Linked DNA regions of Mus musculus: regions 1, 2, 3, 4 and 5 are each linked to region 6. A link is a contact called in public HiChIP or PLAC-seq data. All regions are on one chromosome and are shown on one strand. The core of a region is the stretch at or near the end of the contact, and the rest is flanking DNA. Distances in the headings are between cores, read along the strand shown. Region 1 has its middle 480 kb from the start of Nova1. Region 2 has its middle 190 kb from the start of Gm40416. Region 3 has its middle 460 kb from the start of Nova1. Region 4 has its middle 170 kb from the start of Gm40416. Region 5 has its middle 400 kb from the start of Nova1. Region 6 holds the start of Nova1 (NOVA alternative splicing regulator 1).

What was found. HiChIP or PLAC-seq counts read pairs in DNA pulled down with a chosen protein or histone mark.
Region 1: a contact with region 6 is called in an H3K4me3 HiChIP or PLAC-seq map of the SCID.adh cell line, with 13 read pairs. The contact joins the enhancer-like site here to the promoter of Nova1 in region 6. A contact is called at or near these places in 4 of 484 Hi-C or Micro-C datasets (cerebellar granule neurons, neural stem cells, uterus and 1 more) and 10 of 115 datasets of contacts at active chromatin or transcription factors (the SCID.adh cell line, differentiating embryonic stem cells, embryonic forebrain and 6 more).
Region 2: a contact with region 6 is called in an H3K4me3 HiChIP or PLAC-seq map of forebrain, with 4 times the contacts expected there. The contact joins the enhancer-like site here to the promoter of Nova1 in region 6. A contact is called at or near these places in 4 of 484 Hi-C or Micro-C datasets (adipose-derived mesenchymal stem cells, cerebellar granule neurons, cerebellum and 1 more) and 5 of 115 datasets of contacts at active chromatin or transcription factors (astrocytes, embryonic forebrain, forebrain and 2 more).
Region 3: an H3K4me3 HiChIP or PLAC-seq map of neural progenitor cells shows a contact between it and region 6, with 10 times the contacts expected there. The contact joins the enhancer-like site here to the promoter of Nova1 in region 6. A contact is called at or near these places in 2 of 484 Hi-C or Micro-C datasets (neural progenitor cells and stem cell-derived motor neurons), 9 of 115 datasets of contacts at active chromatin or transcription factors (the SCID.adh cell line, embryonic stem cells, neural progenitor cells and 3 more) and 2 of 9 other capture datasets (adipose tissue and pancreatic islet).
Region 4: a contact with region 6 is called in an H3K4me3 HiChIP or PLAC-seq map of neural progenitor cells, with 20 read pairs. The contact joins the enhancer-like site here to the promoter of Nova1 in region 6. A contact is called at or near these places in 2 of 484 Hi-C or Micro-C datasets (the N1E-115 cell line and cerebellum) and 4 of 115 datasets of contacts at active chromatin or transcription factors (embryonic hindbrain, neural progenitor cells, neural tube and 1 more).
Region 5: a contact with region 6 is called in an H3K4me3 HiChIP or PLAC-seq map of the SCID.adh cell line, with 4 times the contacts expected there. The contact joins the enhancer-like site here to the promoter of Nova1 in region 6. A contact is called at or near these places in 2 of 39 promoter capture datasets (the 3T3-L1 cell line and hippocampal neurons), 5 of 484 Hi-C or Micro-C datasets (cerebellar granule neurons, cerebellum, cerebral cortex and 1 more), 5 of 115 datasets of contacts at active chromatin or transcription factors (the SCID.adh cell line, fibro-adipogenic progenitors, neural progenitor cells and 2 more) and 1 of 9 other capture datasets (adipose tissue).

What each region holds. Positions count from the first base shown.
Region 1 is chr12:47,292,745-47,297,088 of GRCm38.p6, reverse strand. No RefSeq gene overlaps it. Among named protein-coding and RNA genes, the nearest start is that of Nova1, 480 kb to the right of the region's middle. Within about 2 kb of position 1,603, at least 1 of the 459 cell types and tissues checked has an H3K27ac peak or open chromatin away from gene starts, as enhancers often do. A contact at or near this core is called in the SCID.adh cell line, where this site is marked.
Region 2 is chr12:46,397,834-46,402,244 of GRCm38.p6, reverse strand. No RefSeq gene overlaps it. Among named protein-coding and RNA genes, the nearest start is that of Gm40416, 190 kb to the right of the region's middle. Within about 2 kb of position 2,509, at least 87 of the 459 cell types and tissues checked have an H3K27ac peak or open chromatin away from gene starts, as enhancers often do. A contact at or near this core is called in cerebellar granule neurons, cerebellum, cerebral cortex and 3 more, where this site is marked.
Region 3 is chr12:47,273,173-47,277,391 of GRCm38.p6, reverse strand. No RefSeq gene overlaps it. Among named protein-coding and RNA genes, the nearest start is that of Nova1, 460 kb to the right of the region's middle. Within about 2 kb of position 1,296, at least 15 of the 459 cell types and tissues checked have an H3K27ac peak or open chromatin away from gene starts, as enhancers often do. A contact at or near this core is called in the SCID.adh cell line, neural progenitor cells, neural stem cells and 2 more, where this site is marked.
Region 4 is chr12:46,369,377-46,373,463 of GRCm38.p6, reverse strand. No RefSeq gene overlaps it. Among named protein-coding and RNA genes, the nearest start is that of Gm40416, 170 kb to the right of the region's middle. Within about 2 kb of position 1,528, at least 10 of the 459 cell types and tissues checked have an H3K27ac peak or open chromatin away from gene starts, as enhancers often do. A contact at or near this core is called in neural progenitor cells, where this site is marked.
Region 5 is chr12:47,217,109-47,221,495 of GRCm38.p6, reverse strand. No RefSeq gene overlaps it. Among named protein-coding and RNA genes, the nearest start is that of Nova1, 400 kb to the right of the region's middle. Within about 2 kb of position 1,440, at least 8 of the 459 cell types and tissues checked have an H3K27ac peak or open chromatin away from gene starts, as enhancers often do. A contact at or near this core is called in the SCID.adh cell line, adipose tissue and fibro-adipogenic progenitors, where this site is marked.
Region 6 is chr12:46,816,614-46,820,774 of GRCm38.p6, reverse strand. Nova1 (NOVA alternative splicing regulator 1) reads left to right here and starts at 2,008. Exons shown (of 5, transcript NM_021361.2): 1 at 2,008-2,159; 2 at 3,746-3,889. The coding sequence starts at 2,024.

The DNA.
Region 1 (4,344 bases), core at 354-2,853, 480 kb before region 6:
AGGTCTAAATTCATATGTTACTTGGCATTTTACCATTGCCACCTTTTTGTTCTCTATGTTTAGTGTTTTGGTTATTATGTGGTATGAGGACTTTCTATTTTGCTCTCATCTATTTGGTGTTCTGTAAGTTTCTCGCACATTTATAGACACATCCATCTTTAGGTTAGGAAATATTATTCTATGATTTTATTAAAATATCTTCCTAGTACTTAAGTTGAGAGCTCCTCCTCTTCTTCTTCCACCTCTTCTTCCTCCTTCTCTTCTTCCTCCTCCTTCTATTTTTAACTATTCTTATGCTTGGCTTTTTCATTGCATCTCAGATTTTCTCTATGTTTAATGTCAGAAACTTCTTAGTCTTAACATTTTTTTGACTGATTTATCTATTTCTTCCATTGTATCTTTAATGCCTAAGGTTTGACTCCCATCTTTTGTATTCTGCTGATAATAGTAGGATCTGTGGTTCCTTTTCCTGTACCTAGATTTTTCATCTCCCCAGTTTTTTAAAAGTTGATTCTATATCCATTTTCATGTCTCGAACACTTTCCTTTAACCATTTATTTGGGTTTTTTTCTAGGCTTTCTTTAAGGGCTTTATACATGTACTACAATTTTTTGTTTATGTTTCCCTACATTTCCTTAAGAGATTTGCTTAAGAATCTCTATCATCTTCACAAAGTAGGTTTGAAAGGGATTTTCTTATGCTTCTGTTATGTTGGATACTCTGAGTTTGCTCTATTAGGATAGCTGGTTTCTGATGGTGTCATTATAACTGACTATTTCTTCTGGCATTCTTATGTTGGGCTCAAGATGTCTGGGTTTGTGGTGATTGAAGGTCTAGGTATACATTTCTGAGTATATTTTTGTTGGATGGATATTTTGTTATTTTGTTTTGTTTCCTCTCTGATCTTCTGGTCAGTGTGCCTGAGATTTTCCCAATCTGTGTGTTCTCTTGTAGACTGGTGAGTCTCCATCCCGGGTAGAGGCTGAAGAAAGCCTACTGGGTGCACACAGACAGGTAATAGACACTGAGAGATTAGCAGAGCATGATAGGCAGGCAGCCTACCTGAACTTCTAGTGAGGCTACTTTTGTATAGAGTAGGGTGTCTTTGTCCCAGTTGCTGTCTGGGACATGGCAACTAGGAGAGTGTGCAACTGGAGGATATGGCCAGAGTCTCTAAAATAGTGAGATAATGGGAGAATTTAGGAGGCAGCCTACTTAAACTACTCCCAGTCTGCAAGGTCTCTAGTAGTATAGCAGTATAGCGAGTCACAGTCAGTAGAGGACCAAGAGACTAGGGATAAGGTAGGAGCATGTAGAGAGAGTGAAAGAATTGGAAAGTTGGTGGGAGCAGGTAGCCAAGCTGGGCTTCTTCTATCTCCCAGTCTGCCAGGTTTCAAGTAGAGCTAGGAATCTCTGCTGCTGGCTAGTCTCCACCTAGTTAGAGCTTATGGTATGGCTACAAGAAAGATCTAGGGCTGAGGATAATATGGTAAAGGCCAAGAGTAAGACTGTTTAGTAGGCAGGCAGGCAGCACTTATCCTAGTCTCCAAGGTCACTAGTAGAGTGGGAAGTCTATGCTGCTGTGGGAGACTGGGGTACATCAAGTATCAGGGCAAGATAGGGAGGCACTACGATAGTGAGAGAGTGGGGAAGTTTAGGGGGAGGGCAGTCTTTGTGAACCTCTCTCCATCCGGTCAAGGAGTGTTTCTTTCATAAAATTGGGTGTCTGTGTTTGGGGCATAGATGTTAAGAATTTGGATTGAAAATGATAATTAATCTTTATTTAGTTTTGAGCAGTTTATTAGAAAACAGTGAAGAAAAGCAAGTTATAATCCCATGCATATATCATTGTTACCCTTTAAGTTGTCATAAACCACAGGTAAAATAATGTATATCTGTGTAAAGTACAGATACCTAGTAAAATACTAGACATGTTCTAAATGTCTGGTATTTAAAGCTACCAACAAATTGGCCAAAAAGACATTTAATCTCTGTATCAGTTACATTTTTCTGTTGCTGTGATAAAATACCATAACCGTGGTTATTCTGGATCAAATAATCTTTGTGCTCCATCAGTGATCTCTGAGATAAACTCAAAAATAATTCATTTAAAAAAGAATTGATAAAATCTTGCTAGTGTATGCAATGGTGTCAGCATTTGGATGCTGATTATGGGGTGGATCCCTGGATATGGTAAATGGAGTTTGTTACAAAATCTAAGGAAAAAAAAAAGAATTGAAATATCAGCATGGTGGATTTTCCCTTTGACGATTATGCAATATCTTTCCCTACCCCTTCTAAGTGATTTTTATTTAAAGTCTATTTTATTAGAAAATAAAATGGCTACAACCATGAATTTCCTAGTGTTGACACTTACACTGAGGTAATGTCTACCCTGATGTTGAGTTTGATCCTTGGATACAGCAGAAGGATCTATTAAGTCTTCTCATCTATTCTGTTGGTTTCTGTCTTTATTGGGGAATTGAGACCTATGTTATTTACAGGTATCAATAACCAATGATTATTCATTCCTGTTATTTTATTGTTATTGCTGCTGGTGGTGGTGATGGTGGTAGTGGTTTGTGTGTGTTTGTGTGTGTGTGTGTGTGTGTGTGTGTGTGTATGCGCGCACATGCACATTTGTGCATACATGTGCATGTGCATGGGCGCATGCATGTGTTTTCTTTTGATTTTTTTGTCTGAGATTATTTCTATGTTTTCATGGTTGTAGCTACCTTATGTAGAAAGGCATGTTGAAATACCATGAAAAATCACTTTATATTTTTCAAAAAGCTAAAGTAAGAGGCAAGTTGAAGAGGTGACTCAGCCCTTTAGAGCACTTTCTGTTCTTACAGAGGACTAAGGTTTGTTTCCCAGCACATACATCATGGCTTATAATAACTTATAATAATAAACATGGTGTGCATAAATATATGGAGAGAAACACTCATATACATAAAATATAAAAATTTTAAAATTAAAATGAATAGCTTTAGAGTTTCTTCAAATGTTCTGCATTAACTATACTATGTCCAAATATTAGTAAATAAAAAGTTAATACTTTTGCATAAATATTTGTGGAAAGCTTATTCATGACAATACAATCTTAAAACTGACTCTCCCCGATGTATAGATGACTAATACCTTAACAATAAACCTATCAGAATATTAATTATCTATGTATAGACCAAGTAATTGAAACACGGATAATATAATTAACTTTAAAAATATGCTGATGACAAAACAAATATACAAGAGTGCATCTGATCCATTTATGTGCATAGGAAAATGTGATCTATTGAGCAAAAGCAGATCAATAGTTAGGGTTGGAGGGAGATTAATGAAAATGAGTGCTAATAAATCTGTTAGGGTCATATAGAATTTTCTACATCTTGTTTATTATGTATAGTTTACACATAACTCACAACAATTAAGATCTATACATTTATACTTTATTAATGGATCTCCAAAAAGCATATTAAAATACGCTCACTAGGGTAATTCAAGCAGAATTAGATGATTACTATTTCTTTTAAAAATATAAGTTCTCTTTTTCCCCTTACAATTTTTTATTAGATGTTTTCTTTATTTTCATTGCAAATTCTGTCCCCTTTCCTCCTTTCCCCTCAACACTCCCTCCCATCCCATACCCCATTTCTTTGCTCACTAACCTACCCACTCCTGCTTCCCTGTCCTGGCATTCCCCTACACTGAAGCATTTAGCCTTCACAAGACCAAGGGTCTCTCCTCTCATTGCTCTCCCACAAGGCCATCCGCTGCTACACATGTGGCTGGAGTCATGGGTCCCTCCATGTGTCCCCTTTGGTTGGTGGTTTAGTCCCTGGGAGCTCTGGGGGCTCTGGTTGTTTGATATTGTTGTGCCTCCTATGGGGCTGCAAACCCCTTCAGCTCCCTGTGTCCTTTCTCTAGCTCTCCCATTGGGGACCCTGTGCTCAGGCCAGAAATACAAGTTCTATCATGGCAGTACCACATGGCACCTTTATGCTCTATCAAAGCAAACTGGCTCAAGACAGTTTTCTGAATGGAGTGGTTCTCAACCTTCCTAATCCTGTTTTCCTTTAACAGAGTTATTCATGTTGTGATGACACCCAATCATAATATTATTTTTGTTGCTGCTACATAACTATAATGTTGCTACTATTATGAACTGTAATACAAATGACTGGTCTACAGCATATCTGATACAGGACCCCAGTGGAAAGGTTCTTTGACCCCCTCAGAGGTATCATGATCCACAGATTGAGAACCACTGACCTAATGCATGATCTAAGCAGTAACAATTGTTTCTTCTAAATAACCATTATCATGCAAACTCAGGCCTGT
Region 2 (4,411 bases), core at 1,260-3,759, 420 kb after region 6:
AACTAGTTTATGGTTTATGCATAGCAAAGGTAAACAGATCTCTCAATTCTTTTGCACGTTAAGAAAAATGTATGCTTGCTGACTTTTAATAATTTGAGTAAATGAGTGGATTGATATGTAAAATAAAAGACTGGACCTGTGTTCTGCTGGAGATGAGCTATCCAGAGAATTTGTCAGGGTAAAAAGAGAGAACTGCTGTGAGAACACACACACACACAAACACACAGGCACACACATACACACACAAACACACAGGCACACAGACACAGGGACAGACAGAGACAGAGAGATATAGAGATAGAGACAGATACACAGACAGACAGACAGGCAGATACACACACAGACAGACACACACAGAGACAGACAGATGCACACACACACACAAACACACAGGCACACAAACACACACACATGCAGAGACAGAGACAGAGAGATAGAGACAGATACACAGACAGATACACGCACAGAGACAGATAGATACACACACAGAGACAGACAGATACACACACACACACACACACACACACACACACACACACTCAAAGAAGCAGGGCATGAACAGAGAGAGATCTCTTAGAATAGTAAGCACGCAGAACTTAGGCAGAGAAATCTCCAGAGAGAAAGCAGAACATAGAGAGAAGCAGACTGGAAAAGCTGTATCAAGCAGAACACAGGTTGTCAGCCTGGATCCACAGTTTGACTTTGAGTCATTCTTTTCATGGCTCCCAGACACCCCTTCTCTCAGAACCCCTCTTCATGCTGAGACTTGACGATTATTTAACATCTTAAACATAACATATATTTATATTACAGGACACCAGATAATTTCATAGCACTTCCATTGCTTTGGGTATTATAACTTAGAGGTGATTAAAAGTATATGTTCACAGGGTGTAATTAGATACAGTATTTTGTGTAAGTCATTTGAGTATCTGGACTTAACCTTTTGGGATACTCAAGGTTCATTGACTTGCTGATAGAGCTGCAAACAGTGTCTACCCCTAGTGCTAAGATTTCAACCACAAGCAAAGGTGTGATTCCACCAAAGTTCACTCAGAGGAAACAATGAATCTAATAGGCTTACTTCCAGAGCAGTGGGTGAGGGGTTTCAGATGGGAGCAGATGTGGCAGCTACATTAGAAGGTCTGGACCCATGAGGGATGATGGCTTCATTGAAGAAACTCTCTCCTCATCCTTCTCCTGCTATATGCTCTTGATCCCCTCCCAAGACCATGGCAGGATTGTATACACGTGGTTGGGAAGGGTGGCTGGATACTTAGGTGAGCGGTTAGCATCTCTCACCCTCCCTGAATGCTGCTTCTATAAGGGAAAAGAAACTGTCAACAGGCCAAGCTGTCTTTCTGAGCAAAGTCCTGGAGATGTTTGCAGTTTAGCCACACACAACAGTGGCACAGTGTCATATTGACACAAGTGAATACAGCAGCAGTTTGAGTGTGACTCAAATTAAACTGGCTGAAAAATCAGGCAACAGCTCGATGCTCCCCAGGACTGTACAGGCTTCACAGTCACTTCCTTCTTCAAAAGAAAATCTGAATATATTTAATACTTCAAATATTACCTTTAGAAAGATGGGTCCTATGACACTACCAGGTAAATTATGTAATTTTCACAAGGTGTAATTGGTTAATTTTTGGTTATATTCATTTATAATTGACTAGCTCTACATTCCGTTTGGGCATTCAAGAGAATGTGGGAGCTCACCAGGCCATGCATTTAATTGGTGAAAGAAATTATGAAATAACATATCTCAGAAACTTTAACAATAAGAGCATTGGGGTAGCTTTAATGGAAAACAGGACATTGCCAATTTGTAAATAGAGTTTAAGATTTTTTAAAAAAGGTATTTGGGAAATGGGACAAATTGATTGTTTTAATGCTTTATAAAGTTCTTGTTCAATTTGATGTGTTTAGGAAGTAAAGGGGGTGGGGACATTAAATACTTTAGAAAAATCAAGTGGTACCTAGTAGTTCAGAGTTGGGATCCCAGCATTAGTAGAGGGTTAGGCAGGAAGGGATGAGTTCAAAACTAGTCTGCAGAAGACTGGCTCCAAAACAAAGCAAGTCTCTAAAGCAATTATAAATAGAATTTTAAAATCTTATGGGTTTGCTTAGTCACACACACACACACACACACACACACACACACACACACACACAGAGAGAGAGAGAGAGAGAGAGAGAGAGAGAGAGAGAGAGAGAACCTCTCTCACACACAGAATCTCATATCTTTAATGACTGAATTGTTTATTTTGGTTCCCATTTTTTCTTTAAAATGTGCTTAATGCAGTGAGAAGTGAGGAGTCTGGCAGCAGCCCTGGCAGCAGCGGCAGACGCTTGGATGCTGTTCTCTCAGGCGAGGGCAGGACAGGCATCAGTGAGGTTCCTAGTCCACATACCTGACTGCAGCCAGGGCTGGGGAGACCTGGAGACATAGTAGTTCCTTCCTTCCCAGGGTGCGGGAAGCTGGTGTCCCTGGGCAGCCGCCTTGACCTATCTACCCAGGCTGGACCCGCCCTTACGCCCCCCTCCCTTGCGCGCGCCGAGAGCTGCGCACCACGAACTGTCAGCGATCACTGATTTATACAACCGATTTACCTTCTACAGAGTGTAATTATGCTCATAGTTAAGAATTAATCAGGTGAAAGAATTATGGAATAATTATTCTCCGGACTTTGAAGGACAAACTAAATGGAGTTGCACGGTGCTGCGCACGCCCGCCCGGAGTTCTAGGGGGAGTTTTCTCAGCTTGCTGGGGCCTTTGTAAAAGAGAGATCTCTCCATAAGGATGACTCCCGGTCACTAAGCATGAAGGGGCGTGAGGATGTTACAAAAGAATAAAACAAAAGCAAAAGCAAACCTTCACACGGCCGGTTATCTGTGCGTGCTTCTGACCGCAGTAGCCCAGCGGCGCCACATGGCGCGGTTCGCATTGCGGAGCACCTCATTGTTTGTGCTCCAGGTCTGCCTCTCAAGAGTGGCTTAGCTGATTTTCATTTTCAGAACAGTCCACTGATTAGACGCCTACTCCTGTATTTTTCCTTTGTGGTAAGGAGTCTGCTAGCTAGTTCAGATTATTTCTCAAATAATGCATTGCTCACTCCATACATCCATTTCAGAGCTAACGTTTCCAGTTGGTAGAATTGTGTGTATTCCTCTGAGGACTTCTAGAAGCCCCATGACAAGGACCTTACAATCAAATCACATGTTTTTGAATAAACGTGACTGCAACAGAAGCAGGCAAAGGAGCAAACTGAACGAGATTATCTGTATTATTATGCTGTACCTGAAGCAGAGCATACTGTCTCCCTGACAAGATAAAAATCCTCACAATGGTTCCTAATCAGAAGGAAGAGCCTCCGCCATCCATACCCTCAATCTTTTTTTTTTTTAATTATTCAAATGGGTACAACAGGAGAGATCTAGTCAGGTGGCTCACGAGTAAAGGTGCTTGTCACCAAGTCTGAATGCCTGAGATTCCCTCCCTTGTACACACAGGCAATGTAAAGAAAGAACTAATTTTTTGATGTTCACATGTGAGTTGTGGCAGACAATAACTAAACAAACAAACACATCATCTAAGCACACAAACAGCATAAAATACGTTCTGAAATTCCTGAAGCAGTCTTGTATGGCATCTTTCTTCAGGTTTCTGGGTCCTTCATGTCCTTTCCTTGCTTCTGGGAGCGTCTACTATCAGACCTTGGATTACTCTTCTTGTGAAGGTTGAGGAGATCCTCAATTGGCTGGCTCTTGGTCTCTGAAAATATCTTGTTCTCATGAGCTGATCATCAGTCCTTTGTTCCCTACTAAGCAGAACTTATATACTAAAAGTAAATTAAGAAATCTCATGAAGCTGCCTAAAGGCAGAATTAGGATCTTCAAGTATTCCACAGACCAAAGCAATGTCCCTGTGAATTTCTTTTGTGCACATGAAAGAAAAAAGAGGGCGGGCATGGTGGCGCACGCCTTTAATCCCAGCACTTGGGAGGCAGAGGCAGGCGGATTTCTGAGTTCGAGGCCAGCCTGGTCTACAAAGTGAGTGCCAGAACAGCCAGGGCTACACAGAGAAACCCTGTCTCGAAAAAATTCAAAAAAGAAAGAAAGAAAGAGAGAGAGAGAGAGAAAGAGAGAGAGAGAGAGAGAGAGAGAGAGAGAGAGAGAGAGAGAGAGAGAGAGAGAGAGAGAAATTCTGTCAATCGTGCAGGTTTGAAAGAAACAAACACAGACACTTCTACAGGTAATGAATCTTAGGGCATGTTTCTCAACATTGGCTATGGGGGTCACACTCCCATCCTTAGTTCCTGAGTGGGAAGGGTGGAAGCCCACACCCATTGCTGGCTTTCTTTTCAAACACAGGACTCTGCTCTGAATCCGGCCAGGTGAGTGCTCC
Region 3 (4,219 bases), core at 47-2,546, 460 kb before region 6:
ACACCATCTTGACTGTGTACAATATATTGAAGTCTTACTGTCTGTAAAAGTATCTTACATATGTGTGAAAGAAAATTAAATTTTATTCTGTTTTTGTGATGCAGGTGAAAATTAGGAAATATTAAATTTAATATTTAAAGGATAAACCCTAACCTACAATAAAATAGTTGCCTGTAGTTTTATTCAAAATAACTTGAAATAGAGACTTTAGCCATTGTTTGATTGAGGTTGTATAAAATTGATTGTGTCTGAATACCATCGATTGTTAATAATAACTATACAAAATAAAAATGAAGAATATCTCTTAAAGATATCAACAGCATTTCAACTATTGCTGAAATTGTTTTATATTTTCTCCCTACTGATTTCTGAAAACAGCCTGTGAGTTCCCACAAAGCAAAGACTTTATTCCATTCTTTAAATGGTTATCTGCCCCCACGAGGGGATCTAGAAATCTGGTTCGGTTTGCTGTGATTACTTCCCCGTAATAACTCACAGGGAACTAGAAAACTCTGATTCAATGTGGGCACTGATGAGAAAGTTCTACTACCTGATGCTATATCCCTGTGGAGACACCTAATTCAGAAACTTCTGGCATAAGTTATTGATTTCTTTTTCCCTAAATTTGGTCAATAGAATTCTCGTTTTTATATAGTCATAGTAGGTAAGCTGTTAGAATTTTATTTTTAATAATTTATCTATCGCAAGCAATTAAAGATGAAAACAAATCATACAGCTGAGCAGAATCTCTGGTTTGTATTTTGAAGGCTTTCATTCTATGTCCAGAGATTTTATAAATTTTTAAGTGTGCTATCACTTTGATCCTGGAAAAATCACTATGGGTTTGGATTTTGACCTCAGTTTTATAGATTAGGACAGTAAACCTTCAAAAACTTAGTTTAGCATATGGCAGAGACAAATCCGTCAATAACCAGGATCTTAGGCAGGTTAACTATTAAAATTTAGAAAAAAAGAATTCATGCTTTAAGAGAATTATAGAAAAAGAACTGAAAGGCAGAGAATCCTGTCTTTGTTTTTTATTTGGGGCTAGAATTTCTTAACATCTCCTTGATGATCTGTGTAGGCTGTGAGCCCACGTACAGCACTGAATCCATCTAGCACCTGTGCATGGGCTGAGTCATCTGTGGATACTTCTCACTGCTTTGAAAGACTCCAGTGCCTAGAACAGAAAGGACTTTCAGGAAAAGAATGGCATTGACTTGACCTCTTCCCCAGCTGCCTGAAGAGTAGTTCACACACAGGTCTAAGACTGTTTGCCCATCTAAAGGAAGCTCTGGATGAATGGCCCATTCATCAAGCCAAAGTCATCAATTCAGACTTGCTTTCTGTGAGGGTCTCTATCACTCCTCAGCGATGTCAAAAAAGCCCAAAGTTGTATAAACAAGACAACTCTGTCCTCCAACCTATTGTGTGCAAGAAAGCTTACAATGTCTGTCTGTCTCTTTGTAGGGTGCTATGATCCGCTGCTAATGAAAAGATAAATAAAGGCATAAAGGCATATGCTAATGAGGAGCCAAATATAAACTGAATGTAAATAAAAAGGGAACTTCCTTGTCATGAAAATTATTTTTGAGTCCTTTTCCTCTTTTCTCTCAAGAATGAAAATATTCATACCATCGTTTCATCTCCCCTTCAATGGAGGTTTTGAGAAAATACAAAATTGATATTGTTAATATTTTATAACTAGGTACACATGAGCAAAACTATATAAAACTGGATATGTCTAAACAGTGAATACGAAAATTATGTACATTTGCTATCATTTACTACTTCATATATTTGATTATGACTACCCAATTAACAATGGAAAGCTTAAACCTTTAAATAAGCAGTATATTTCATTCACAAGTATTCAATGTGACAGTCTGTAATTTCTAGTAAGGAAACAGAAACGTAAAATACAATTTTTCTGTGACTTAATAAATGACTCTAAGAGATGCCAAATACAATTTTTTTTATTTTTAGGAAATTTCTTGTTTGAATTTGAGAAAATTTGTGGGGATGGTAAACATCTTCAGAAAGTTATACAATGAATAGTGGTATCTTCTAATTTCTACATATTTTCTTCATAAGATACCTCATGACTTTCCTATGAATATTCCATCTGTGGGTCTTTATGTACACTGATCTTAGAGAGTGAATGCATTAAAATGATTCAAGAAAAAAATCACAAATATACTTTTAGGTATCCCATAGTTTATTACTTGTGAGAAAATTTATAGACAAACATGAAAATGAAAAAATTTTATTGTGTTTTACTTGAGACCTTCTGGAAATATAGAATATAAATACATGATAATATTTATAGATCTTATAGAATTATCTACAGTCAACTTAGGATAATAATGTGGGCAAATAATTTGCAATGCTAGAAGCCAGGTTCTTTCTCGCAATGTCAAACCATGCTTCCCAGACTCATTATCATTTCTGAATAATGGCAGAATAAAATACAGGAAATGAGCTATATAGAGATGCTGTCTACTATCCCACACAGCAGTATGATAAACAGTAGATGATGACTTCTAACTCACTCCTATTCTGCCTGTGCTACCAGGCACCCAAAATTGTAAGGAAGATCAGCTAAGTGCTGTTCTGCTCATCACGGAATGTCTATCTTTAGACCTGAGATTGAACTTATGGTTGCACTGAGGCTAAAACGTCATTCAGACTCTGTTAATACACCAAGGCTTTGCATTTCATAATAGTAAGTGACAACAGTTTGTTCCCTATGTATGGTGAAAACAATGGCAGAACAGAAATTCCTCTTTATTAAACCAAACTGCAGATTGTTCGGACCTAGAAAATTGTAGAATAAAGCACAAAGAGCTTACAACCTTCTCAATAACAGAGTCTCTTTGACCCTTTCTTGCCCTTCTCTCTCCCACCTCTTTTTAAATTTTCATTTCATTTCTTTTTTTGAGACAAGTTATAGAAAGTAGAAGCACCCTCTCCAAAAGGCATGTCATAGAAACTCCTTTTAGCCATAGGAAACCACAAAATCTAAGGAAACAAATCCACTGTAAATTACATTTCTGTGTAAATGGAAACTATGCACAAATTCTCAGCTTGAGCTTGAGTATAGAGAATGAGATCAACTTTCCCTGAGTATCTCTAACATCCTAAAGGAAGAAAGGATGCTGAACATGGGGACGAAAAAGAACCGGACAGCACCTTTCTAAGTACTCTTACTCAATGCATCAGTACTACACAGGACTTTTGCTGCTCAGTTAATTTGCTTTATCACACTAAGTAAGAAGATGGGAGGTGCATAGTAGGTCTCTGGGTCTTTGATATGAAGGATTCTGAACCATGAACATGTAGAATTAAATACGTTTTAATTGATTTCTCCTGCACCCCTACAATGTAAGTATATTTCACGTTGACTTAGAAAATCAGTCTTTCAGAAAAGTCTGAATTTCCAACAGGAACCACAGAAACCGTTGCTATGACAACTTTTTTTTAGTTTATTGGGCTAATTGTTCCTTTTAATAGTAAAATATGGAAGACATTACTTTGAAAGGAATATTAACTACAGAAGAGATGACTATTCAGACATAGGTTTGCCTCGACCATATTGACTATATCAGAGAGCTCTGCTCATTCATGAGCCAGGTCTATTCCCAACCTTCTTGAGTGAAAAAAAGATGAGCAATCTGCATAAAGAATTACAATAGTCCCAAATTTTGAGAAACCACCAAATGATTCCCAGAATGATTCTCCATGTGAACACTCGCACCGGGATCGAGGAGGTGTTCCCCTTCCAGCACATCCTCAGTAACATGTGCTGCTACTGGAGGTTTTTTATCTTGGTAAAAAAGGTGTAAGGTGGAATCTGGGAGTTGTTTTGATTTGTATTTCTCTGATGAGTAAAGACATTGAGCACTTCTTTAAATGTTTCTCAACCATTAGATATTCCTCTGTTTAAAATTCATTGTTTAGCTCTACACCCCATTTTTAATTGTTTTTTTTTCTTTATTTACATTTCAAATGTTTTCACCTTTTCAGGTCTCCCCTTCAGGAACCCCCTAACCCATCCCCTCTCCCCTGTCTCTATGTGGTTGCAACCGCACTCACCCACCCACTCCTTTCTTCCTGGACTGGCATTCCCCTATATTGGTGCATCGAACACCCACAGGCCCCAGGGCCTCTACTCCCACTGATGTCCAACAAGGCCATCCTCTGCCACATATGCGGCCAC
Region 4 (4,087 bases), core at 279-2,778, 450 kb after region 6:
GTTTCCTCGTCTATATATTAATGCTTGCATTGGATATGTGTCACGGTACTCCATAGTGAGGAGAGACTGGGAAGAGATGAGTTCTCTCCTCACAACTGACTAGGTTTTAATCTTGGGAAAGTCACGTAACCTTTCTGAGCTGACTTTATCTATACTGGCCCTTCCTCAGAACATTTGTAACACTTAATTCATGCCTTTCTTGAGACTTTAATTGCCATAGAAGTTGTATTATTCAACAATTCATTAAAAATGTAGGGACCAACTCAATCATTTTAATGGAAATTGAAGATGATCATAATAGAGGAAAGGGGAAGAAAAGAAAACTGGGAGAGAGCAGTTAGCTTTTTCTGATCTCAAGATATGTGTCAGAACTGTGCCAAGTATTTTCATAGACTGTCACCTCCAAGGAACCTGTGTGGAATGAAGGGAGAGGGGGTTCTGTAGGGAAGTAAAAAGCCTGGCTGAGGAGGATGAAGGGTCTGGGAAGACAGGTTTAACAGTGTCATGCCAGGAAAATGTGCCTTTGTAGCTTATCTCAATACTTCACAATGCCATTGGGATAAGAATGTCTTCTTTTCGATTTAAATTTGAAATAATTCAGAGTACAACTTTAAAAAAAGAATTGAAGAAATCTTTTACCAAAATGTTAAGTATTTCAATAGCTAGAGAGAGGATAATGAAAAGCAGATGGGAAGAGTTCAAAGCAATGATGGCAAACACCAGAAAACAAAACAAAGCAAAACAAGACAACTGAGCTTCTGTGCAAACCCATGCGAATTATGAGAGCATTTATGAAAACGATCATTAAGCTAGAATGTGACAAATCTTCTCTTTTACTATACTGTTTGGATTTATCGCATGGTCGGTAGAAAGATTTTAAGAATATTCAGATTGTGAGATTAATAAAATGGTTCTCACCATCCTTTACTGGGACTGACTTCATGTTGGTGGTATGTGGGCTCAATGAAGGGAAAGGACTGCACACAATGAGGCCAGTCCCTACTGGGTGTCTGACATGTAATGGCATTTGCTGAATCAATTGAACATTATAGATATATTTGCATTTTTTTTGGTGCAGTATCACCATTTCAATTAGTGTCTGGAGACCTTGTCCCAGAGTACTACGTACTCTTTCCATTGCTAATGCATGTAACAGAAAGAAATAAAGGAAATGGGCATTTCTAGTGACTTTCAGGCTTGGCATACCGTATCCTTTCTGCCTCATTTGAAATGCAGAAATTGAAAGTCAAATTTGAAAGGTAGAGAAGATTGCATTGTTATTAAATAAAATGTCTCTTGAGGCCGAGGATGCAACAGAATGTAAATACTCATTTGTCAGCAGTGTGGCATGAACCATCTTAAAGTTTTACCTTCATTTCTTTCTAAACTCATGGCTTTTGGAAATAGAAGCAGGCTTTTTGTCTGAAGTGATCTTTTGTTGACACTTGTGCCCTAGTGGAACTGGCATCCCAATTTGTGATTGGGCACCCAGCCAACTTGCAAATGGGTATGAGCACAGGCGGCCGTCTTTGTGGCTGACATGCCATTGATTCTGCAGGATGTCAGGCTAGTAAAGTTGAATGGCCGTCTGTCCCCAGCTTCTGTGCTTGCCACTGAGGGGGTGGGCTGTCATGAGTCCATCTTTCAGCTCAATTAATTCTAAAAAATAAAAATTACCTTCTGCAGCAAATTAATATGCCTAGGAAATCAGAATAGGTGTGCCCCCAAAAGAAAGCAGCAGAATCTTTCTCTTTGTGGCTGCAGCTATAAAATAAAATAAAATCCAGGCACTACAAAAAAATAATCACAAGCTTCATTTTTAATACTGTCTTCCAGAATGAGCAAGTTTATAGAGTATGGCTAAATGTTCCCGTTGTTTGCCAGAAGAGCAACAGAGTCTAGGACACTGCCGTTTTAATATTGAGTCTTTAAAACTATTATTCAATTAGAGAAAATTATTAATAAAGAACAGAATGCCGTCTCTGTTGGCTCTTGAAGTCAAGTTACATGTGCTTCCTGGGATGGCTCTCAAATACGGTCTTTTGGACCATGTCCTGAGGCACCCAGAAAACCCACTTATGCGCTGTGTAGTAAATGGCTAAGACATTTGGGGTTCCAGAGATCTATGTCCACTCCTGTTTACATGCACCCCTGATCCCTAACACTGTCACTCCATGAGGGTAAGCTCTCTCAAACCAATGAATGGTGTCCATTTCAGTAGTATCTTATTGGAGGAGTTCTGGAAATATGGAAGAAGGGGATGCCAAGGAAAAAAGTTGCTTAATGAACTGCCATGTTGTATCTAACACATAAGGATATTACTTTTTGAGCTTTTATCAGGTAACATATGGCTGTTTGTATTCAGCAGGTCCTCCTAATTCCACAAGACTGTTATTTCTCTTGTCTGCTTCCACATGCTTTGCTTACATCACTGATGACTCTCTAGATGCATGGATTTCCCTTCCCCTGGATTGCACCTGATGAACCCAGAGACAGTATCTTGTTCACCAGTGTAGGCCAAGGGTCTATGAGATTGTTTATAACTTAGTAAGATCTTGTCAATGGGTTACTTAGTTTAGTGTTTATCACAACTCAATGAAAAATCATTGCACTGAAATTTAGATGAGAAAATTTAGGTTTGGGGCCGAGAAGATGGATAAAGCATACGCCTAGCCAGTTTGGGTCCTGGAGTTTGGATCCTCAGCACACACACTCATAAATTCTAGATAATCATAGTGGCCCACTTCTTATCCCAGCACTTGGAAAGTGGAGATGGAGGATTCCTGGAGAAACTCTACTAACCAGACTACTATATCGGGGAGCTCAGAGCTCAACTGAAAGATCCTTTCCCAATAAGCAAGGTGGGGAATGATTAAAGAAGTCTCATGAGGCTAGCCTTGGGCTTCTATATACATGGTCACACATGTGTACATGCCCATGTGCATGTACATACACAAGGGCACATATGAAAAGACAAATATATTCACATATATACACAAAAAGACATTCAGAATGAATAGGTTCACATGGCTTTAAATACTTCCCAATGTCAAAGGACTTATAAAAGGGAGAGCCTGTATCAAAGTCCAAGTCTAACCTGGACTATGTTTTCTTCTGCATAATTCTGCTGTGATTTCACCACGCTAATGATGTGCTGCCTTGAGCCTATTGAAAGTACCTGGAATGAGAAAACTGTCCTTGGAGATAGGTTCAGAGAAAGCCACCCATCTGACACCTGAGATGGAGAAGTTTCTGGTCTTGTGTTGACCGTGTTAATGCTGCAATGCTGATCCTGTTCTATGAAAGTGCATCCCCGAAGCTTTATGTTTATTTTCAATATTTCATTTATAAAAATAAACTCAGTGCCTGGACAGCTGGGAATATAGGCAAACAATAAGATATCATACATTTCAATTTCAACATGAGCCAGAGGGACTCTATCAAATCAGGCAAAAGCCTGACTGGAGAGAAGGGATAAATTTTTATCAAGAGAATATATTAAAAACAGATGGAATTGGGAAAGAGGTACAAGCACAAATCACACATATGGTACCTCTGCTGCCACTAACTACATTGTGGAAACTTAGACTAAAACTTCCTAAAGCCAATTTAAAGGTAAATTGCAGGAGGATGGGCAGATAGCCTTGGTGCTATGTGAGGTTTGTCAGCCAAGTCTCTTTGTCTCTCTCCAGTGCTCTCCAAAGCACCACCGGGCTTTTGGAAAACAGAACCAAAGTTTCAGAATTTGTGTGTTAGCCTAATAGGAAACAGAAGATAAAGAACTAGCAAGAGAGAAACAAAACACCCTCTGGCTAATATGTCTCACAGCTACTGTCTTTAGATTGAAGACACAGCAAGGAAAAGTTTAAATTTACGTATTCTGCACATAAACTCCAGAGATTTTAGAAAAGCACTCATTACTGTTTCTTATAAAAATGTCCCTGGGGGAAATCTCTGAAAAGTATATTAAAAATGAACAGTATAGCAATAAATAAGACAATTATAAGCAATTATTTTGGTGAAAGAGATATCAAACGATATTTAACTTGAATGTTACTCGAGTCATTTGACCTTGTTCAGAGATGGT
Region 5 (4,387 bases), core at 191-2,690, 400 kb before region 6:
TAGTATTTTATCCTCTGTATTTAATGATCTAAACCTGCGTTTTTTTTTTTCTTCAAATTTTACAGGGACTATTACAAGTACTTAGATATTCAAATCCTTTTTGAACCACTTCAGCTATGTACCATCCTTGAAGTCACGGAGGGGATCTATACTGGAAAGTGGTTCTATAGACAGCAGAGACAAGCCTAGCATGGCTAGATCCAACTATAGTAGTTCATGATTTGCTTTATAGCCTGGCTTCTCAATTACAGCCTCATCGCATGCCTTAACACAGAGCCAGAAATTTTAACTGTAAAATAATTTCTTTGTACAAATGTAGGAGACATTGCACATGCTAAATTGTGCTCGGCATTTAAATCTTTGAAATCTACCAGTAGGAGCGTGTCATTCACAAACAAGAGAATTAAGGTCATTCATGAAGTAATTTACTTGACTTAATACACACACACATGAGGCTTGATGACTTTACAATAAATAAATATACTTGAAAAAATATGATAACTGGAGCTCAGTTATTGGCTTTGTTCAATCACGTGGGATTCTCACATTAAGGTGTCTTCACTGTGACACTGAGTCTTTTTAAGAGGATAACAAAAAAAATGCATGCGTGTTATCTTTTCTATATTAGACTTTTTAAAAACTTAACCAAAGAAATTTGTGATTAATGGCAGTTGGAGCTTATTGGACTTGAAGGACAAATACTTGCTTCACCAGTTAAGGGAACGAGCTCTCATCAAAATGAAAAAGTACAGGGCAAGAGGGAACAGAGAGAGAGGAGACGGTGAAGCTGTAAGGATCCGCTTGACATGATGAGCTGAACTGTTAACTATCCATTTCCTGCATCACAAACTCGACACAACCTTTGTCTGTATTAAAAATAATGGAGTTGTTCTAGAAGAAAAGTATAAAAGTTCTCAAATTAAGCCTCTCTATTTATTTTTATAGCTCTGGCTGCTGTTATCCCAGGCTCTTCCCAGAAGGTGTTTCACAGTGTCTTTCACAGATAGGAAAGTTTCCTACCTACACAGTTACAAATCCTCCCCTAACGACCCAGGCTGGCTGTTTCTTCAGGGACTGTGCTTCATACTTCAACATGAAATTGAGACTGAACTTTTTATTTGCTGAAAGGTAACACAATTTTCTTTCCTACACCGTGGTCTCATTCTTTACCTTTGCTTTGACCTCAAAAGGGTGGGAGCCTCACATATTTCAGCACCGGATTGTCTGTGAACTGGAGAGAATCGGTCTTGCAAAGGAAGCAGAAATCCTTTTCTGTGGAAGAATGCCAAGTAACAATTCCGAGATGACATGTTGCTCTTTGCTTTAAGTTGGAAAAAAAAAAAAAAAAAAAAACCCTTCCTTTTTGATAGAAACAAGCAGTGTGTGGCAGTGTGAGCTAGCTGTTCATACAACCCTGCTTTTCAATTAATTTTTTTCAACACAAAGAAAGAAATCTGAATAAAACAAGAGGAGGTTACCAAGTGCCTGGAAATAGTTGTATGCTTAATAGGATGCTTATTGGAAAAGCAAAATACATGGTTCATAAATCATATGGAAAGATTACTAAACAAAAGGTATGTCTTTATTGAATACGTAAAAAGATATGTGAACATGCACATAGTGTGCAGAGAGATTTACTGTATTTGCAAACTTAAAGTGTCCTCTTCCTCCTCTTAGAGCCCCAGAGAAGCTCCGTTTGCAAATCTGCTTTGGATGTGCTGGCCATTATAGTAAGCCAGCTCAGGGACAAAGCACGGGGACATCCAGAAAAATAAAAAGTGACAGTGATTTCTAGAACCCACTTAGGGTTAAGAACTCAAAAAGAAGAGGAAATATACATCATTTAAATGTTTCTTCTAGTCATAAAAACCCTTTCTCTTTCCCGAATGACCTTGTAAAGAACACTTGTTTGTTTACAGTCTCCAGGGGGCAGTAAAAGGAAACATACTACTTTGCACAATGTTCCCCAAGCCGTTTACTGACCTTAAATGCCTGTTTGATTTGGCATGTTCATTGGCTAGTACTTTTCCTTCAGCTAGTTCACTGGATGTCCTGATCTTTCTTCCTCCTTCCTGCCTTCTTAGACACAGAAGTTCCCCATGACTTCACAATATTTAAAAAAAAAAAAAATTAGGATGTTCATCTAGTCCTGTGATTAATAGGGTATTTTTATACTAACTAAAAATATTTCATAATTTTCATTTTCCAAACAACATTTTTACATTTCCAGAAATATTTACATAATTAATTTTCTGGGATGCATCCTAATGCTTAAGATTGCTAGCCATGAATTTGAAAGATATCAGCGGAGGGGAAGTATATGGGAGAGTTTCCAGGGAGGAAAGGGAAGAGGAAAATTATGTATTTATCAAATAATCTCAGAAAATATTATTAAAAATAAAAGTCACTTTGGTAAGGTACTATGCTTTAATATTTCAATCTCAGTAATGGCTCAGGTTTCTTTTCTGCTCACTGAAACTGGATGATCTTTTCATTGCAGATCATTTGTTTCTGAAGTCAGCTAAATTATATTAAATCACACACACACAAAATATGCACCCTTGTACTAATTTTAAAACCTTGCTGAAAAGTTTTAAGAACAATAAAAAGCAATGTTGGAAATAATGAAGTCAGAGGACAGGCATTCTTTGATCACGGGACTTAAATTATTTTCACAGTAATCAAGATACTGTGCTATTGAAGAAAAGTAGATACACAGATCAATGAGACAAAGCAAGAGTCAAAAAATAGATCTTTACAAACACAGCAACCTGACTTCTGGCAATGGCAGAGGAAATTCACTGGATAGTCGTAAGTTTTGTCAACAAATGATGTTGGAGCAACTGGGTAGTTATTTACAAAAATGCATTTCATTTTAAATTCTTCTTAGAGAAGCCAGATGACCCCCCTCCCCAGGACAAAGCAACTCCTGGACTCTACTAGTCTTGAAAATGAAAGAAAAATTAATTTTGGTTGATAATATCATCATAAACACTCAGTAGAAAAGTGTGGCAAGCACTAACATGATTGATTTTTATAACAATTTAAAGGATACAATCTGAAGACACTAGGCTTAAATCTGTATGTGATGTTATCAAGACAGCTACTTTTCACTAATAATGCTCTTCTTGATTATACTGCTCAGATGGAAGACATCATGACTGTCCCTCATTTAAACACTAGCACACCTACTTGCAAACAAAAGGCTATTATTTTAACTCAATATTTGAATGATGGTTATATATATATATATATATATATATATATATATATATATATATGTCATTTATGGGACACTATATACTAATTTTAGTCACTTGAAGTGCCTTAAAGTAAATAGATCCCAGATTCATCTTTCTCAAGTTGAGCTATGGAAGTTTTACAAATTAAGGAGGAGTTCAATAGATAGAGGTTCTTAAGAAACCAGCAGGGGATTCCAATGGAGTTTGATTGTACATTTAAACATTCTTGTGTTCTAGTATCTTAGTTCTCTATCTGGGTCTTGTAATGGTAATAACTCTTAACCTTACATCTCCCTACCTTTCTTTCCAGACCCCAGTCAAGGACTTTCTTTCAATAGAACTTCAGATATAACCACTGGAGGTATGTCCTGATTGTCACACCCTGCTTTCCCATTCCGCTGGAAGCAGGAAGAACCATCCTACATCCCATAATAGCACACAGGGTGCCCTCTCTGTAGGAGAGGATGATGAGGCTTAGAAACTACCTAGGCCATTTAGGGTGAAAATAACCCAAAGAAAATAACCATCTTCTTTTTTTCAAAAAGCCAGAAATATCCTTGGGCTTCTTGGAAGCTGTGTGCTTGCCAGAGTGGAGATACAGAAAGTGTTTGAGGCTCTGATCCCTGATCTGGTTCCTGAAGGATTTTACAGTTTCCTCTTTGGACTTAGGAATGTTAGAATGACAATAAGTTTCCACTGAAGGAAAATAGTCATTCAAGTCAACAGAATAGACTCTCTGGCCTGCAGGGACACCAAACATGTCAGCTGGGTGGGGTCAGTCATCAGGACAAGGGAATGAATGCCTCTAGAAAAATATGCTTACCCTGAGCCATGCTAAGGAGATGAGCAGAATAATTATCCCTTAGTGAGATAGCATACTTCTTCTTCTTCACCTCCCACCCCTTATAATCAAGCTACCAACAGGTTCATCTGGAATCTACGCATCTTTCTAGCGCAACATTTCCTTTAGCTTTTGTCTCTTTGTTTTAGACATGGGTCATAACCCAAGTATGCTTTTGTTCTTCTGATACTGTGACTTTCCTCACTTTTCCTCTAAAGCAGTTCCTTTCTGCCATGTAGCTACTTGGCTGTTATGAATCTTGTCTCCACAGCAGCCTGAAAGGCATGGATTTTCCTCCTTCTCT
Region 6 (4,161 bases), core at 759-3,258:
TTTTCTCCCTCTCTTTGAACCAGATGCAGCACATTCTTTGTTAGAAGCCCACATAATCACACTGGAGTCCCTTTATTGTTAGCTTAGCCATCTTTTAAGTGATGTTCTCCGGTAGGGAGTATAAAGAACGTTTTCATTCTAGAAACCTGGTGAATACGTGCCCGCCTTTGTATGTCTAAGAACATTTACCGTAAATATGACGTCTATGGATCGCGTGAGTCTAGAGAGTCCAACAAGTTGCAATCCTTGTTTTAAGCAGAAAAGAACCTGTCTCTAAATTTCTGCAGTCGGCGTTCAGAATGACATAGTGCCCAGTCTGAAAGATTCGGGGATTGAATTAGTAGTTTACTGGTTATTATTTTTAGGTGAGTTTGGATAAATAGTCTCTTCAAAATGATACAGCGTCGCAAGATGGGACAGTACTACTATAGACTGTACCGAATGCAATGGATAGTATGTAAAGTGGTAAACATTTAATGACTGACATAAGGGCTTTTTCCATGACACACTGTCAGAACAGCTTGATTGGGTTTGAAATCAGTTTTTCAGACTTTGGCTTTTCCACTAACCCGGATTCCTAGCATCAGGACTTAAAATACTAACTTGATGCATGACCTTGAACAAAATACCCTGAGTCACTTTCCTTATCTACAGAAGGACTGGACTAGATAACCTCTAGGGTCTTTTATAATGCTAGCTTAGCCACACTTCCCGCATCCCCCTCCCGCCCCCTCCAGTGTGGAAGGGCTGAGGATCAGGATCCTGAAACCGCCCGAAGCTATGTAAGTCGTGGGTGCCCAGATGCCTTCATCTGTGTTTCGTGCAGTGTGTGAAGCTGCGTACACCCTCAGCTGTTGCCTCTTCAGTTTGCCTCCCGGGTCCCTGTGGAGACCACATATCGCTTTATTTATTTATATCCTGGCTTGCTCCCGAAAGCACATAAGGCGCCAAGACACAGTAAGTCCCCGACAGTGTCACACGGTGCGAGAAAGAAATCCTCTGATGACATCTCCTTTAGAAAACCGCCTCCCAGAGATGCTAATGAATGCCTTTTGCCGAACTCTCCGGGTCCCAGCTGGGTTTCTGGTCTCCTGCCTGAGCCGTCCACCCCTCCCCGCGGTCACTCAGACGCCCTTCCCGGACTAGCCCAAACTGTCACCACCAAGTCCCAGCTGGACCAGGATCCCGCCCGGCTCCCTCGCTCGGCTGTCATTGGCTGCTGCTGCCGTCACTCCCCGCACGGCTCCGCCTCCCCGCCTAGCGCGTTTTGTGGACCCCTGGGTTTCCGCGGCAAGCCGCTGACGTTTGCCTGAGCGGCGTTGCCTGGGCCCCGCGACCTTTCACCCCGCCTCCCCGCGGGAGCGCCCCGGCCCGCTCCGCGCCCCCGCCAAGCCCGCGCGCCCCCGCCAAGCCCGCGCGCGCCCGCCGCCCCGCAGGCGGAGACTCCGGCGCGGAGGCCGGCCCCGCGCGGCGCGTGTGGGAGTCGCGGCCCCTCGCGGCCCCCGCCCGCCGCCCCCCACGCGCGGGAGACACGATGAGCGCGGGCGGGCGGCAGCGGCGCGGAGCAGCGCAGGCGGCACACGCGCCCAGGCAGCGGCGGCGGCGGCAGCAGCGGGAGCGAGCGCCGCGTTAGCCGGGTCCGCCGCTCCGGCCGCCCGCGGCCGCTCCTCCTCCCGCTCATTCACTCGCCCTCCTCCCGGCCGCCCGCGCCTCCTCCGCTCATTCACTCCCGCTCTGCCCGCCGCTTTCTTCTCCTTCTTCACCCTCCGGCTCCCACACCCCCTCCATTCCCGCTCCTAGCCGACACTGCACTGCAGCTGCTCCGCGCCCTGCCCCCTCCCCAGTGAGCACATCAGCCACACTGCTCGCCGCCTCAGACTGCTATTGATCCGATTAAAGAAAAAAAAAAAAAAAAAAAGAAAAAAAAAAAAAAAACCTTAGCAACCCCAAACGAGAAAAAAAAAAAAAAAAGCCAAAACAAAAGGGAGCCGCTTCTCCCGGTGCAGCGGCAGGAACTGCAAGCATGATGGCGGCAGCTCCCATTCAGCAGAACGGGACCCATACGGGGGTTCCCATAGATCTGGACCCGCCGGACTCGCGGAAAAGGCCGCTTGAAGCGCCCCCTGAAGCCGGCAGCACCAAGAGGACCAACACGGGCGGTGGGTATCGCTTCCGCCTCCCGCCCCGTCCCCGCCGCCCTCCCGCGCCGTGGCCGCTGCCGCCGGCCGTCCCGCGCCCCCTCCCCTGCACCTGCCCCGGCCCCGTCTCATCAAGATGGCGACCCGGGGTTCTGAGCCGACCCGCTCGCCCCAGCCGGTGCTGGCCCCGGCGACAGGGTCCGCTCCCAGGGCCGCCCCCCGCGAGAGGTGATGGCCGCCTGAAGATGCGCGCTGCATTTAACAGTCTGATCAAATAAATAAATAAATGGCACTTGGGTAGCGGCTTGCAGATGCTGGGGGCACCGGAGACTTTTGCCTCTGTTCATCCCCTTGCTCTGGGCCACAAGTAGTATGCAAAATCTTGATGAGTGCATGCCCTGAGCGCACTTACATGGTCGGTACAAATATCGCATTGATTTGTCTTCAAGGGTATGCATACGAGGGGGGTGTCTGGTACGGTGACTTGTTAGTTAACATCCTGCGCTTCCTCGGAAGATGAGTTATAACGGGACCGCTATCGCTTCTTCATTTGCACTGGAGTCATCTTAACAATGCATCCAATGCATCGAAGCAGAGGTGAATTTATCTCCAGCATATACATTAGAAATGGATGGGGGTCTTGTGAGTGGCACATCGCAAAAAATTCGGAATACTCGTTCCCAGTAAAGAGCTGGATTTACCGCGAAGTTTCCTATTTAAGACGTGATCAGGTTGACGGAAACTAAAGTTTATGGAGTTGGCTTTATTTTCTGAAACATTTCATTTTTCTTTTTTTTTTTTCACGGCTCATCGAACCTCCCCCCGCCCCCGTCTCCGTTTTATGGTTCTTTTGGAGATGGAGCGTTATCTATTTGGTGACTTTGGAGTGTATTTAGAATAAATAACTCGTAAGCTTTTTAGTATTGGCAAGATTCTTCTTAAGGTCTTTTAATTAATGAGCTTAGCCGAGATCATAGTAGACTTAGAAGTGCCGCGGAAATACATCGGGATTACTTAGATTCTCAGTCCACCACATTGACGCTTTTTTTCCCCTTGGCAGTTTCTCACGGCTTGGAATACTCCCTACAGTTTGGGTGGACTATTTTGCAGGAAGATGGTTGTTTTGTATACTTAAAGTCGGATATAGCCAGTGATTAATTGCAGTCTTTTATGTTTGCTATGACAGACAAATTTAGCGGATCACTACTTACAGTGTTGGATTTTTTTTCATCTTCAGTATGTTAAGTGAAGGTTTGTCATGTTCTAAATCTCTGAAGTTTTGTTAAAGGGTCAGTTTCTTTCATTTTGCCATGGTAACCACAGAATTGGAAGACTTTCATGTTTGGAGTAACAACTGGAATTTACTCCCCAGTCTCTATCGTACTGCAAATTGTTAGAACGTGTGAATCCCGAAAACTGGGGAAGATTTTGTAAATGCTTGTTTTTCAGTGTAATTGGTGGTTTTCATTCCTTAAGCATTTTAAAGTGCTGTTTTCTGCAATTCTACGTCCATTGGTTTAGTTGATGTTTTCTCTCTGGAGGGTGGGTTGGGGATTCAAAGTTTAAAATGATCATGTTAATCAAATGTATTTCTTTACATTTTTCAGAAGACGGCCAGTACTTTCTAAAGGTTCTCATACCTAGTTATGCTGCTGGATCTATAATTGGGAAGGGAGGACAGACAATTGTTCAGTTGCAAAAAGAAACTGGAGCCACTATCAAGCTGTCTAAATCCAAAGATTTTTATCCAGGTAGGTGAAATGGTAAAGAAATTGTTTGACTAATTTCCCAAGGAAAAACACCAAATATCTACATGTGCTGTGTGTTGTCTTAAAAAAAATTTTTTTAAATGATGAAGATCTGAGTGTTACATTAGCATACATTGTGGAATTTCTTTAAGCGTATTTCCATTGTTGTTCATGTTTTTCCCTCCCATTAATTGATATACTGTGTATGTGATTTAGACTAATGGTGAGATAATTCTCTGCATGCTTTGGAATGCTAATTGCTAGCACAAAAACTT